Linked DNA regions of Sus scrofa: region 2 is linked to region 1. Evidence: chromatin contacts called from public Hi-C data. All regions are on one chromosome and are shown on one strand. Each heading gives the region's core, a stretch centred on a gene start, on an enhancer-like site or on the middle of the called end of the contact. The rest is flanking DNA. Distances are from core to core; before and after follow the strand shown. Region 1 holds the start of LOC110257839 (histone transcription regulator 3 homolog). Region 2 holds the start of GEMIN8 (gem nuclear organelle associated protein 8).

Evidence for each region. Hi-C and Micro-C count contacts between places; a contact is called where the count stands out from the background.
Region 2: a Hi-C map of liver shows a contact between it and region 1, with 9 times the contacts expected there. The contact joins the promoter of GEMIN8 here to the promoter of LOC110257839 in region 1. A contact is called at or near these places in 1 of 5 promoter capture datasets (liver) and 3 of 47 Hi-C or Micro-C datasets (embryonic fibroblasts, heart right ventricle and liver).

Annotation. Positions count from the first base shown.
Region 1 is chrX:9,502,001-9,507,879 of Sscrofa11.1, forward strand. LOC110257839 (histone transcription regulator 3 homolog) reads right to left here and starts at 3,154. Exons shown (of 4, transcript XM_021080605.1): 1 at 3,076-3,154; 2 at 2,582-3,039; 3 at 1,402-1,654. The coding sequence starts at 3,154. The coding sequence ends at 1,430. PRPS2 (phosphoribosyl pyrophosphate synthetase 2) reads left to right here and starts at 3,034. Exons shown (of 7, transcript NM_001243801.1): 1 at 3,034-3,274. The coding sequence starts at 3,153.
Region 2 is chrX:10,667,882-10,673,760 of Sscrofa11.1, forward strand. It overlaps GEMIN8 (gem nuclear organelle associated protein 8), which reads right to left and starts at 3,306. Exons shown (of 5, transcript NM_001244865.1): 1 at 3,180-3,306; 2 at 1,696-1,764.

The DNA of each region.
Region 1 (5,879 bases), core at 1,904-4,403:
GGGCTGGTAGACCTAGTGTTCATGTCCTTATGTTGACCCACACCACTTTGACATTGGTCTTGGCCAGGTGACTTGCTTTGGCCAATGGGATACTGGCAAACACGACAATAGCAGAGGTTACTGAACATATTGATATGCTCTTGCTCTTTGAGGCTTATCTTCTTGAAACCCAGTAGCCAAGCTGTGAGGAAACCCAAGCAGCTCCAAGGAAAGGCTAACGTGGAGGAAGAAAGGGACAGTGGTTTGTTTGCTGGGGTGATTTCAGTCCTTGGGGGACATTTAGCAATGTCTGGAGATATTTCTGGTTGTCACAATTGATGAGGAGGTGCTGCTGGTAGACAGACCAGGGATGCTGCTAAACATCCTACAACGAACAGGACAGGGCCCACAACGAAGAGTGACTCCTCTGCCCAAGTATCACGAATAAAAGGGCTTCAGAGAGAAAGTGTTCATCGTTAAATAAAAATCATCTCTAGCTCTTTATTTGAGCCTGTGTATTTACCAGTGACAGCTTTCTGGACAGACTGCTACTCATGATGATTTTAGATGATTGTCATCCATCCCAGTGGCACAGTCCCCCCTTGTTTACACTCAGCATTTAAGCATCATCAAAGCATTGAGCCAACAACCATTTTATTAGCTGTCCCAACCCAGATATTACTTCTTCCTGGTAGTATTGAAGTCATGGTTTGTGAAAATTCAATCATCGCTTCCAAACGCCCAGCCATTAACAGACTCAGAGGACAGGGGCTTTAGCTTCTACTGCTTAACAGAGTACATCTGTTTTGTTATCAAAGAACTGCAGCCTCACCATGCTAACAAGAAGCCGCTTTCCCTTTGAGAAGAACGTCGTGTATATATTTTGCCTACGAGACAAATTTTGAGTACATAAAAATTATAGTAATATCGTTGGTAGTAAATTTTATTAGGAGACTTTAAAATAATTACATTGGCAGACTCATTCAATAAAAATTTTAGACATATGGTTGAGTATGAGTATAAATCTCATTGCTATGGTAATTATCCATAAAATACACAGAGAATAAGTCATTGCAAGTAGGGTTTTCTCTTTCAAAAAAAAAAAAATAGAGCACCTACACATCTCCAGGTGGAATGAAAAGAGGGCAGAAGAGCTGCCAGAATTAGTGTTTGGGGCAATATTTTGGTAAGCAGGCGGGTGTAGGAGTTTAATAGAAACACTTGATGGACTAGGTAGTTTATTTTGCAAAGTACATAGACCTGGATGAAAAATTCCAATGATTTGAATTATCCCAACAACCCCCCAATGCCCAATAGTATGAAGTCAAATTAGAGCAGCCTACAACCTGCAAGTGGCCTTGTCTTCTTGATGGAGAGGCAATTTTCAGCAATGTCAGGTAAAAACCCAGACATTTATCTTACCTGTTTAATGCGTTTTCATTGAGGAATGTTAAACTGTGACCAGCATCATTAACACTGCGCGTCCTCCATCACCATGTAACACATCGCCTTCTCCTATGCCTGTATTTGCCTCTTGAGAAAACCTTTTGGCTCCTGTCTGCAGGGAGGGAGGGAAAAGTGGCGCCTCCAAAGAGGTTGAGGGCTGCTGCTGCTGCTGGGGGCCACCTGAGTCCTCTGAGTTGCTGCGATCTGGCTGGAGGGTTGCCGCATTCACCTAAAAATAAGGAATCTGGAAGGGCCTTGGTTCAATCCAACTCACCATCAAGAGCAATCTTGCCCCTTCCACCTGTGATCGGGGCTTAGATGGCCCCTGGCATTGCGGCTTTTTCAAGGAACCTAGGTAAATAATTCAGGATTTGTGGGCCAAGAGGAAAACCGGCGAGGATATCATGTAAGTAGATATGTAACAAGAGAGAAAACAAACTTTCACAATGTTTTATTGATGGAATCCAAACTAGAATAGTAATTGAGTGGGTTTTTTTTTCTTTTTTTTTTGCAGTACACACCCACTAATGAGAGAAAGGTGTTCCTTTTTGAAAGGGATAATATTTCTAATTGGAGTCCAAAGGTATTGTCGTCATTATCATCGATACACACATGTTCAAGAGTAAAACAATGTTTAGCGCTCTGGTACAAACAGGCAGCATGCGTTTGCAGACCCCCTGCAGTTGGGCACCAGTGATCTGCAACGGGTTTTGGGTTATTCCAGGTTGGGGGTCGCTCCTGGCTGCAAGGCGCCTCCATCGCCACTTTCCGCACCCTCCCTCTGTGCCCAGTTAATCCGGTTCATTGACTCGCCCCCGCGAAGCAGGACAGAAAAGTCAAGATTAGGGTCCCGCAGCTCTCCCTTGGAGCCAGGCCACCCAGGGTTTCTCATCCTATCGCCTTGGTGTTAGCATCCCCCGCCTGGCAGCACTCGCAGGAACTTTCTCCAAGCCTGCTCCCCCTCCCTCTCCCGCTCCGCCGGCTTCTCCTCCCGCCCCGCCTCCTCCCTTCCCGCTCCAGCTCCTCCTCCCCCGCCCCTCTCCCTTCAGCTCCTCCTCCGGCAGCTCCACCTCCGGGTTCCGCCGCTGCCCTTTCCCACCCCACCTCCTCCTCAAGCCCCTCCTCCCTCAGCTCGGTCCCCTCCAGCTCCTCCTACCGGAACCGCGGCTGTGCTTTCCCGCTCCTCCGCCCTCGGCTCCTCCTCCGAGCCCCGCAACTGCGCTTTTCCGTTCTTCCCACCCCGTAGCCCCTCCTTCCTCCGTCCGGGGCCCTCCAGCTCCGCCTCCGGTTCCGCGGCTGCGCGTTCCTTTTCTTCTCGCCCCTCCTCCCGCAGCTCTGCCCCCTCCAGCTCCTCCTCCGGAGCCCGCGGCTGCGCTTTCGCGTTCTTCCCACCCCGCAGCCCCTCCTTCCTCCGTCCGGGGCCCTCCAGCTCCGCCTCCGGATTCCGCGACTGCGCGTTCCTTTTCTTCTCGCCCCTCCTCCCGCAGCTCCGCCTCCCTCCAGCTCCTCCTCCGAGACTTGCGGCTGCGCCTTGCGGTTCCTCGGGCTCCTCCTCCTCCTCCAGCCCCGTCTCTCCGGCTCCTCCTCCTGCCCGCTCCGCCCCCTCCAGCTCCTCTTAGCTCCGCTCCTGCTGGTGTCCTCCACTCGCGCTTTCCCGCTCTCGTCGGGGCCTCCCGTGCTTCTGCCGCCTGTGCCGCCCCGCGCCGCTTGTAGCCCCGCGCGCAACCATGCCCAACATCGTGCTCTTCAGCGGCAGCTCGCACCAGGACCTGTCCCAGCGCGTGGCCGACCGGCTCGGCCTGGAGCTGGGCAAGGTGGTCACCAAGAAGTTCAGCAACCAGGAGACCAGGTGGGGGCCGAGCCGGGGAGGGCGCTGGGCTTGCGGTTGCGGGGCCGGGCCGGGGCCGGCGCCCGCCCGGGACCCCCTCCGCGGCCGCCCGCTCCCCTTCCGGGGCGGGACGGCCACTATGCGGCCTCCGCGCCACCGCCGCGGCGTCCGGGAGAAGCCGAGGAGGGCGGCCCCAGCCCGGAAGAGCGACCTCGGGGCGGTCACAGGGTGTCGGGAAGAGGTGGGTGCAGCCGGCGGGAACCGCGTCGGTGCGGGGCACGCGGGGAGGGACGCCCCTGGGCGTGCTCGACCCGGGGTCCGGGTTCCTGCTGGGCAGATCCTAAGCCCCGGGCGGGCTCTGTCGGGAGCGTCCCGCCCACGTCCCCGGCCCCAGCAGCGCGCTGGATTCGCCGCGGACGGTTGAAAATGCCGCTTCCCTGCCATGCCCCAGAGATTCTGATCCGAGTCTGGGGGCGTTTTAAAAGCTCACAGGTGACAGAGTTGGGCGTCCAGGGTGCTGGTGTCTGAGTTATCCAGGTTGTGGTCCTGCATAGTGTTTAGAGCCTGGGAACTCGCGGGCGCACGTGCTGGGATCCCCTGTGCTGTTAACTTTTCTGCCTCAGAGTTGATGGACTTTTTTCAGCTTCGTCGTCGTCCTGGGTCTCTGCTGTGTCCGGCAGCAAGGCCATGATGGCTTGAGGGTAACTGCTGCCTCTGTCTCAGGTCCACAAGAAGTAGTCTGTTCTGTTCAGTGAGGTCAGGCCGGTGGCCCCCTCAGATATCTTTGGCAAAGATCCAGTTCAGCCAGCCTTTTCAACAAGTGGTGCTGGCACAGTTGTTGCAGCTGCCAAATAAAACCAAACACAGACACCCCCCCCCAAACAAACCATCCCCCAAACAAAAATAAAAACAACTGCATCCGTACTTCCCACCATTTCAAAGATGAACTTGAAAATGGATCACGGGCCTAAATGAAAAACCTAAAACTAGAAACTTCTCGGAGGAAACAGGGGAGACAATTGAATGATCTTGAATTAGGCCAAGATGGCTTAGATACGGAGGAGAGATGTTACTCCATGTCCAGAAGCTGGAGTTGGCTGTTGAGTCAGCTCTCGGGGATATGGGAAGCCCTTCTTCCAGGTGGAAAATGCCTGGTATGCTGCCCTGACGGTAATGGAAGTGAAGAAACATTTGCGAATGGGTGTCTGATGGTACTAATGCAGGAGTCATTCAGCTAAAGAATGCCGCTTGGCATCCAGAGGTCTTGGAGGATGCCTAGGGCTCTGGAGAAGGATCGTCGATCTAGGTTTGAATGCGGCAGCATTTTGCCAGTCCCATGCACGTTGCAGGAGCTTTCAGAAGAGTGTGATAATGGGTGGTGGCCTGTAAGTCAAGGAGAAATTACTTGCTTTTGCCTGTTTTAGAACAGCCTCTTGATAATTGGAAATCAAGAGATTTCAGAAACCACTCAGCATGAAGTCCGGGCATTGCTTACGGAGTTACCTTCTATGCTTTTACATATGTTTGATGTTTTTACGATCTAGACTTTTAAAAGGTTAATTTCCTGACTGTTCTCTTTTCCACGAACTGTCTAGGTCCAGAGGTTGATTTTTACAAACAGGCCTTCCTGTGTCAGGTACGGTGCTAGGGATCCAGTTTTTACCAAGGTGGTCCTAGAGATGAGACGCAGACGGGCAAAAGGCTGAGAGCATTGATGCAATTTCTGTCCAGGGGCCCCTTCCTGACTCGATCCCTCAGCCAGGACCAGAAATCTGGTCTGCTGTCTGCTGGTGCTCACTGGCCCCATTCCTCATTTATAAGACACTGTCTGATTGGACACACAGTCTCCATGATTTCACCTTCTCATCTCTAAATCCTGTCAGCTCTGCAGGAGGATGTCGTCCCAGCTTTACCATAGACCCGTGAAATCCCACAGCGACATCCTAGGACAGCAGTGATGAGGGTGTCTGAAAGGCTGCTGTGACCCCTTCTACTGGTCACTTCACCTGCCTGCAGAGTCTGCTCTCTGGATTTTAAGACCCAAAGTTCTGGCTCTCCGTTGTGTAACACATCACCCCAGAACCTCATGGCTTAAAACAGTAATTGTTGATTGAACTCGCAGGCTGGCCATCTGGGCCGGACTCAGCAAGGAAGGCTTCGTTCCCTCCCATGTGGTGGCGTCAGGGACGCTTCACTGGGGCCAGATGATCCACTTCTGAAATGGTTCACTCACATGGCCAGTAAGTTGGCATTAGCTTTTGCCTGGGCGCGTGGTCAGGAACCTCAGTACCTATCCGTAGGGTGCTGGAGCTTCCTGATTGGAGCATGGAAGCTGAGGGCCAAATGCAAAGGATTCTAAAACACAACAAAGGGGAGCCACTAGGCTCTTAAGGCCTGAGCCCCAGAGGGCCTGGTCCCTTCTGTGCCCTTGTGTTGTCAAGCACGTAGTCTTCCCAGACCCAGGGGCTCGGACCACAGATCACACCTCTTGATGTGAAACGTGCTTGTCTGCGGCTGGCTTTTAATTACCGCACCCATTCCTTGTTGACACAGATAAACCCATCAGCCGCCTTCTCTCGGGAACAGTAAAGAGCCTCCATCTGCCCAGCCGGTGGATGCTGCCTTC
Region 2 (5,879 bases), core at 2,056-4,555, 1.2 Mb after region 1:
AAGATAAACAAAATAAAACTCAAAGTCCTTTCAAAATGACAATATGTACTCTGGAACTGGATCTTCCCCTCTACCCTCCTTTTCCACTGGAATTCTGAAAATTAAAAACATGAAAATTCTTCTGCTTTGATTTTTGCAGGGAAACACATTCAACGTCAGCCATTAAAGAAGTTATGCAACTTTCCTGTAAGGCTCCTACTAGTGTGAGTTTTTTGAGCCAACCAGAGAATTGAGGGAATGTAATTAGGCCTTCAATACACACAGTTCCAAGGCAGAAGGAAAGGGCTCTGCTGGACATGGCTCAAAATAAAAGATGGGATGGTGAGAAATCTGAATTACCTACACCGAATCACATGCAGCTCTTGGAATCTCTGTGCAGTAATGACCCTATCAGAGATGTCTCCCAATAACACACACGCCCGCAGGAACTTCCTCAGCTAAGATAAATGAGAAAATGAGGTGTTTTGGAGAGCACTGCTTCCCGCCATCACCCCTAGCTCCCACGCAAGGTTGGCAAGTTCATCCGGCTCGCTGCCCTCAGGGGCTCCCTCCTGTGGCTTGGCATGGTCCCTGCTTAGTGATTTGGACGTCGAAGGTGGCTTGAGTCTGAATGGCCTTTTTCCACCCTCAGCGGCCCAAGCTCCATCTTCCCAACCTGGCAGAGGCCTCCCACAAGTGCACGGGCTACTGTGTTCAGAAGGCCTGCACCTCTCCGTCTGTAACAGTTAAAGCAGATGGGCGAGGGAGGCCAAAAGCTGAGCTTTATTTCCTTCTCATTCCGGCAACACCAAGCCCCAACTTACTCTTGTGGATGGTGCAATAAGAAGCAATGTCACAAACAAGGTTGAAAGGGTATAGTTAACAATTCTTTTTAATACCAATAATATTCCACCCACAGAAGGGCATTGTTTAATGTGTCAGCAAGGGTGATGGATTTGTGAATGGATTTATTTGCAAGTTCACCAAATCCCCATGTGACTAACATAAGAATCAGAAGTGAAATATGAGGACACCTTAAAACAAAGTTACCCCCTGACTCACAAACACAATAGGCAATAGGATAGCTGAAGACTGGGATAATTGAGAAAGACGTACTAATAATACAACACAAATCAGGAAGACGTACTAATTATACAATGAGGAAAAAGTTAAGTTCCCTTCATTGCAAGGATATTCTTCCAACAGCAAAACCTAGTGTGACTATAAAGGAATAAGGATTGGGTAGGCGGCAGGTAATACAAGTTATGAGCATATCAGCCCAAACCATGACTAGTTTTAAGTGGTTAAAATCGCCAGCGGATGTCAGGAGTATTCTTTCAAATTTTACTTCCGTAAACACATACAGGGTAATTCCACGTTAATCTCTCTTTTATAAATTTAAACGGCACTCACTATGTCCCTGCCATTTGGGTATTACATCAATTACCTGTAGGCATGGATTCTGTCATCTATTCCTTTTAAATTTCCTATTTGCTTTCCAGCACACACAAAAAAATCACAGCTAATATTTCCTGCCCTCAGATGCTATGGGGATTGTTGTTTTCTGTTAACACTCTCCTCCGACCTCTACCTTCCCTAAAATCACTGGCTAGCTAGTAACTCAAATAACTCTGACTATAATGCTCCAAATCTCTTCAGAGAGCAGACATTTAAATACATGAATATGTTTTTAAAGATATTTTCAAATCATCTGACCTTTGATCAAAAACAGTTATGCTCTTCTTTCACTCGTTCATTTTTTTCACAGTTCTGTAGCTGGATTTCCTATTGTAGAGAAATACAGAAGTCCCTCAGTGACTGTGGGGAACTGGTTCCAGGATCCCTGCCAATACCAAATTCCGCAGATGCTAGGTCAGTTACACAAAATGGGGGACAGTCGGCCCTTCGTACCCAGTAATGCAGAATGAAGGGCCAACTGGAGTTCCAACAGTAACACAACTATTTCGTGAATTCTCCGACCTCTACTCTTTGGTTATTTGTTCATTTTTCCCTCCCTATCTATCCTTATCATCCCATCCTATCCTTAAATGTGGCATCCTAAAAACCAAAATAATCCTTCACCATCTGTAAAACACTTTTAGAATGAAAATTCTCTCTGGAGCTTTAGTTTATATCCTTTTCCAAGACAGCCACAAACACAGAGAAGATCTGTACACCTTACTGTAAACTTGCCTTCAGCTATGCCTATCCAAAGTTACTTACTAGCCAACAGTCTTTTAAAATACATGGTTTCTGTTCACAGTGCCACCCCAAAGAGACTGTTATTCCTATAAACTACATTAGTATCAACTGTACTTTTAAAGATTACTGCCACTCCACAATTCATGGGAACGCTGAAAGTAAGTAACTGCAGAAACGTTACTTGTGTTACTAATCTTGAGACTTTCAGGTAATGTTCTGACTTAAGGTCCAAAACAGCTGAATACAGAACCTAGCCTGTGAAACAACTTTAAAAATCATTCCTGAAAGAAATAAAATTCTTCAGAAACTTCTGATTTGTTCTAAGGGACTCTCAGGGTTTCAGAGCTAAAAGGTACTTTGTTGGCTACTGGTTCAACTCCACCTAACTACTAAGAAAGAAAAGTGGGAAAGGACACTCTCCACCACAAGTAAGGTGCAGAGAGGACCACAGGTGGCCAAATGCTCTCCAGATGACTTCCATCAAAACCTCTGACCTCCCACAGAGGTCAACGTGCAAGGGGAAAGAAAACAACAATTTTTGAGTAGATGGGGCCAATATTCTGGACATCCCTCTAAGGATGAAGCTGACCGGGGCGATCTTCTGATACAGGTCTGGGTGGGCAAAGTCTGATTTCACTTTCCAGACAGTGTAACGTAGCATTTCCCGGCACATTAAAATCGCCTGGGTAGCTTTAATAAAATTACCAATGCCTGAGCCCCACTTCGCGCAATTCAAATTTAACTTAACTGCGCATTTAAGTCATCCAGTGATTTTCGTGCATGGCAGAGCCAAGAGGCTCTGGAACCAGTTCCTTCTCACAATTAACCAACGATTTAGGGATCTCATGGGCCTGTGTCCACCTCTTGCCTCAGGATGATAATGACGACAACGTGACGGCCAAGCCCTCAGCTCTCCTGGCCTCAGAGAAAGCCAGGCTCAGAAGCCTGCAAGACCCTCCTTCATTCCCCAAATGAAACCCAGCCGCCCCCGAAGTCACCTCGAGGGCGCGTAAGTTGAGGATCCTGGGCGGTGGGCGAGCAGGGACCTACTTCCGGTGGGAAACTGAGGATGCGGGGAGCAGGAGAGGCTGTTGCCGGGGCGACTACACGTGGGCTTCCGGTAAGGGTGACGCGCCGCGCAGCGCCGGAAGTCCCGCCCCTCGATGTCAACGTCACGTCCTCGCCGCGTTCCGCGCCACGCCGGGGAACTGGCTGGGAATGAAGCTCCTCCCCTTGGGGCGGGGCGTCGGGATCGCCGGTGTAGGGTTTCGCCTCCAGATTGAGGCGCGCGGCTGTAGACCCTCCCCTGTGCTGGGGTCGGGCGTTAAGGCGGGAAGGTGAGGGTCGTTTCTGCGCGGCTGCGGTCCCCGCAGCAGTTCCGCGGCTTTTAGCTTTTCGCCCTTCTCTCAGTTTTCTCACCTTCGTTCCCTGGTGTTTACTTAGCCTTTCCCTTTTCAACTAAAAGGGAGGGTGTTCGTGGCCCCAGGGAGAGACGCCCAGCCATTGAAAATAGTCACCCAGATCAGAGTTTGAGTCCACTTCTAGCCCTTAGTTTATTAACTTCCTTAAGCCGCAGGTTCTCGCCCCGTAGAGGTGACTAATAGTGCAGAGTGGCTGGTGCCTGATAAACATAAATTAGTGCTTATTAGCATTTTTAAAAATCACAGTCATTATCAGCAATACCTGTTCTGTTAGCGTCGCAGAGGATCATTAATAACTAAGCATACTCCACTCAAAGACTGGCACATCCTTTCTGGGGCAATTTGGCAAAATGCTGCAAAAGCCCTAAAAGGGGGCATATTTTTATACTAGAATGTTCACTTCTGAGAATTTATTCCAAGGAAGAAAAAGACGTAAACCGGATGCTCATTGCAGAATTATTTGAAAAAGTGGAAAATAAAGTTATTATACTGAATACACTAATTAAAAAAAAGGAAACTATAAATAGAAACGAAACCAAATAGAGTTATGGAAACTTTGTGAACAAATTTCTATTTGACCAAAAAAAAAAAAAAAAAAAAAAAAAGATGCAGGTAACTGAAAAAAATGCCAAGAAACATGAAAAAAAAAAAAAAGTGGAGAGTGAAAACAACTTAGATTCCTAACATGAGTGGATAGCTTGAAATGTAGTCTGAATTGAGGCGGGCTGTAAGGGTATATTACACAGTGGATATTATAGAATTCGTTTGAGAAAAAGACTAGATCTCATTTTTAAATAGTGACAACATGTTAAGGAAGGACTGTTTAGGTTGGATAAAATATACAAATTGGGAGTTCTCTTGAGGCACAGTGGCTTGGGTTGCTGCTGTGGTGGTGGTTCAGTTCCTTGCCCAGGAACTTCCATAGGCCAAAAACCGTATTTTGTATAAAAATTAATTTTACCTTTTTCTTTTTACTTTATAAATGTGGCTACAAGAACATTAAACATTCTATATGGGGCATGCATTATATAATTATATATGTCTGTTGGACAATAGTAATTAGCACAGACAATAAATTATATAATTGTATACCGTGGTAAGCGGAATGCAGAAAATACAGCAGAACAAGGGCCAGAAAATGCGTTTATATTGAGGGTTGTTTTTTTTTTTTTTAAACAAGGTCTGTCCTCCATTGTTCAGAAAGTGATTGTGGGAGGAAATAAGATCTCTGTGGATAGAAGGGTTGGGGGGAGGGGGGAATAGCAGGGATGTGGTATCTTCTGGGAAAAGTCAGGTATGGATGGAAGCTGATAAGTCAGTTTTGGTTCTGGTGGAATCCCTGCCAGAGGGAAGAAACCACATGAAGGGGGGGGGAGGAAGCGGGGTAAAATACCAGAGAGGAAGACCTCAGGGGGCCTCTGGAGAAAGCAGAACAAAGCAGGCTCAGAGTTGGATGGGTTTCAGGTAGTTACTGGAGTCCCAGGAGTTATAGGCTATATATAGTATTGTGAGTTTGTGTGTATATACTCTCTTTTTGGGTGGAAGGTGTCCAGAGTTGTCAAGTAGACCCACAAGACCAGGGAATCACATTCCACCTACCTTGTGGGTCTACACACCTCAGTTTGCTGTCTCGGCACGCATAATCCAAAATGGCACACCTTTGCACCTCCCTTCTAGCCTGTGGGAAGAGGGAAATGAGAGGCAGATTCACGTCCCTTCCGTCGAAGGTAGGGTTTCTGCACCTCGACATAATTCATATTTGAGGCTGCATAATTCTCTGTTCTGGGGCCTCTCTTGTGCGTTGAAGGATGTTGAGCAGCACCCACTAGATGCCAGCAGCACCCCCCATCTGTGACAGCCAAAAATGTCCCTGGACATTGCCAAACGTTCCCTGGGAGTAAAGTGACACTCCTCCCCCAGTTGAGAATCACTGTTTTAAGCGGTGCTTTGACCTCAGCAACTGCCCACAACACTTCTGCTCAGGTGGCCAGAGCTTCATCACAGCTATCCTAACGGTAAAGGAGTCTTGAAATTGTCTGCTGGCCAGGTACTGAGGTAAAAGCTCCAAAAGAAGGTGAGGAGCTATCAGATTCTTCCACACCCTCCTTGCTAGAGGGAATGGAAGTTTCAGAGCAGACCGAGGAGACGGCCCTTTTTTTTCTGTCTTCCAGGCAGAGTTTTAGTCATTATTCGTTGCAATTCACTTGCATTTAAATGCTGGTGGTGAGGACACTAAGCACCTAAAAAGTAATGATCCCTTCAGGAAAGAACGGGCAT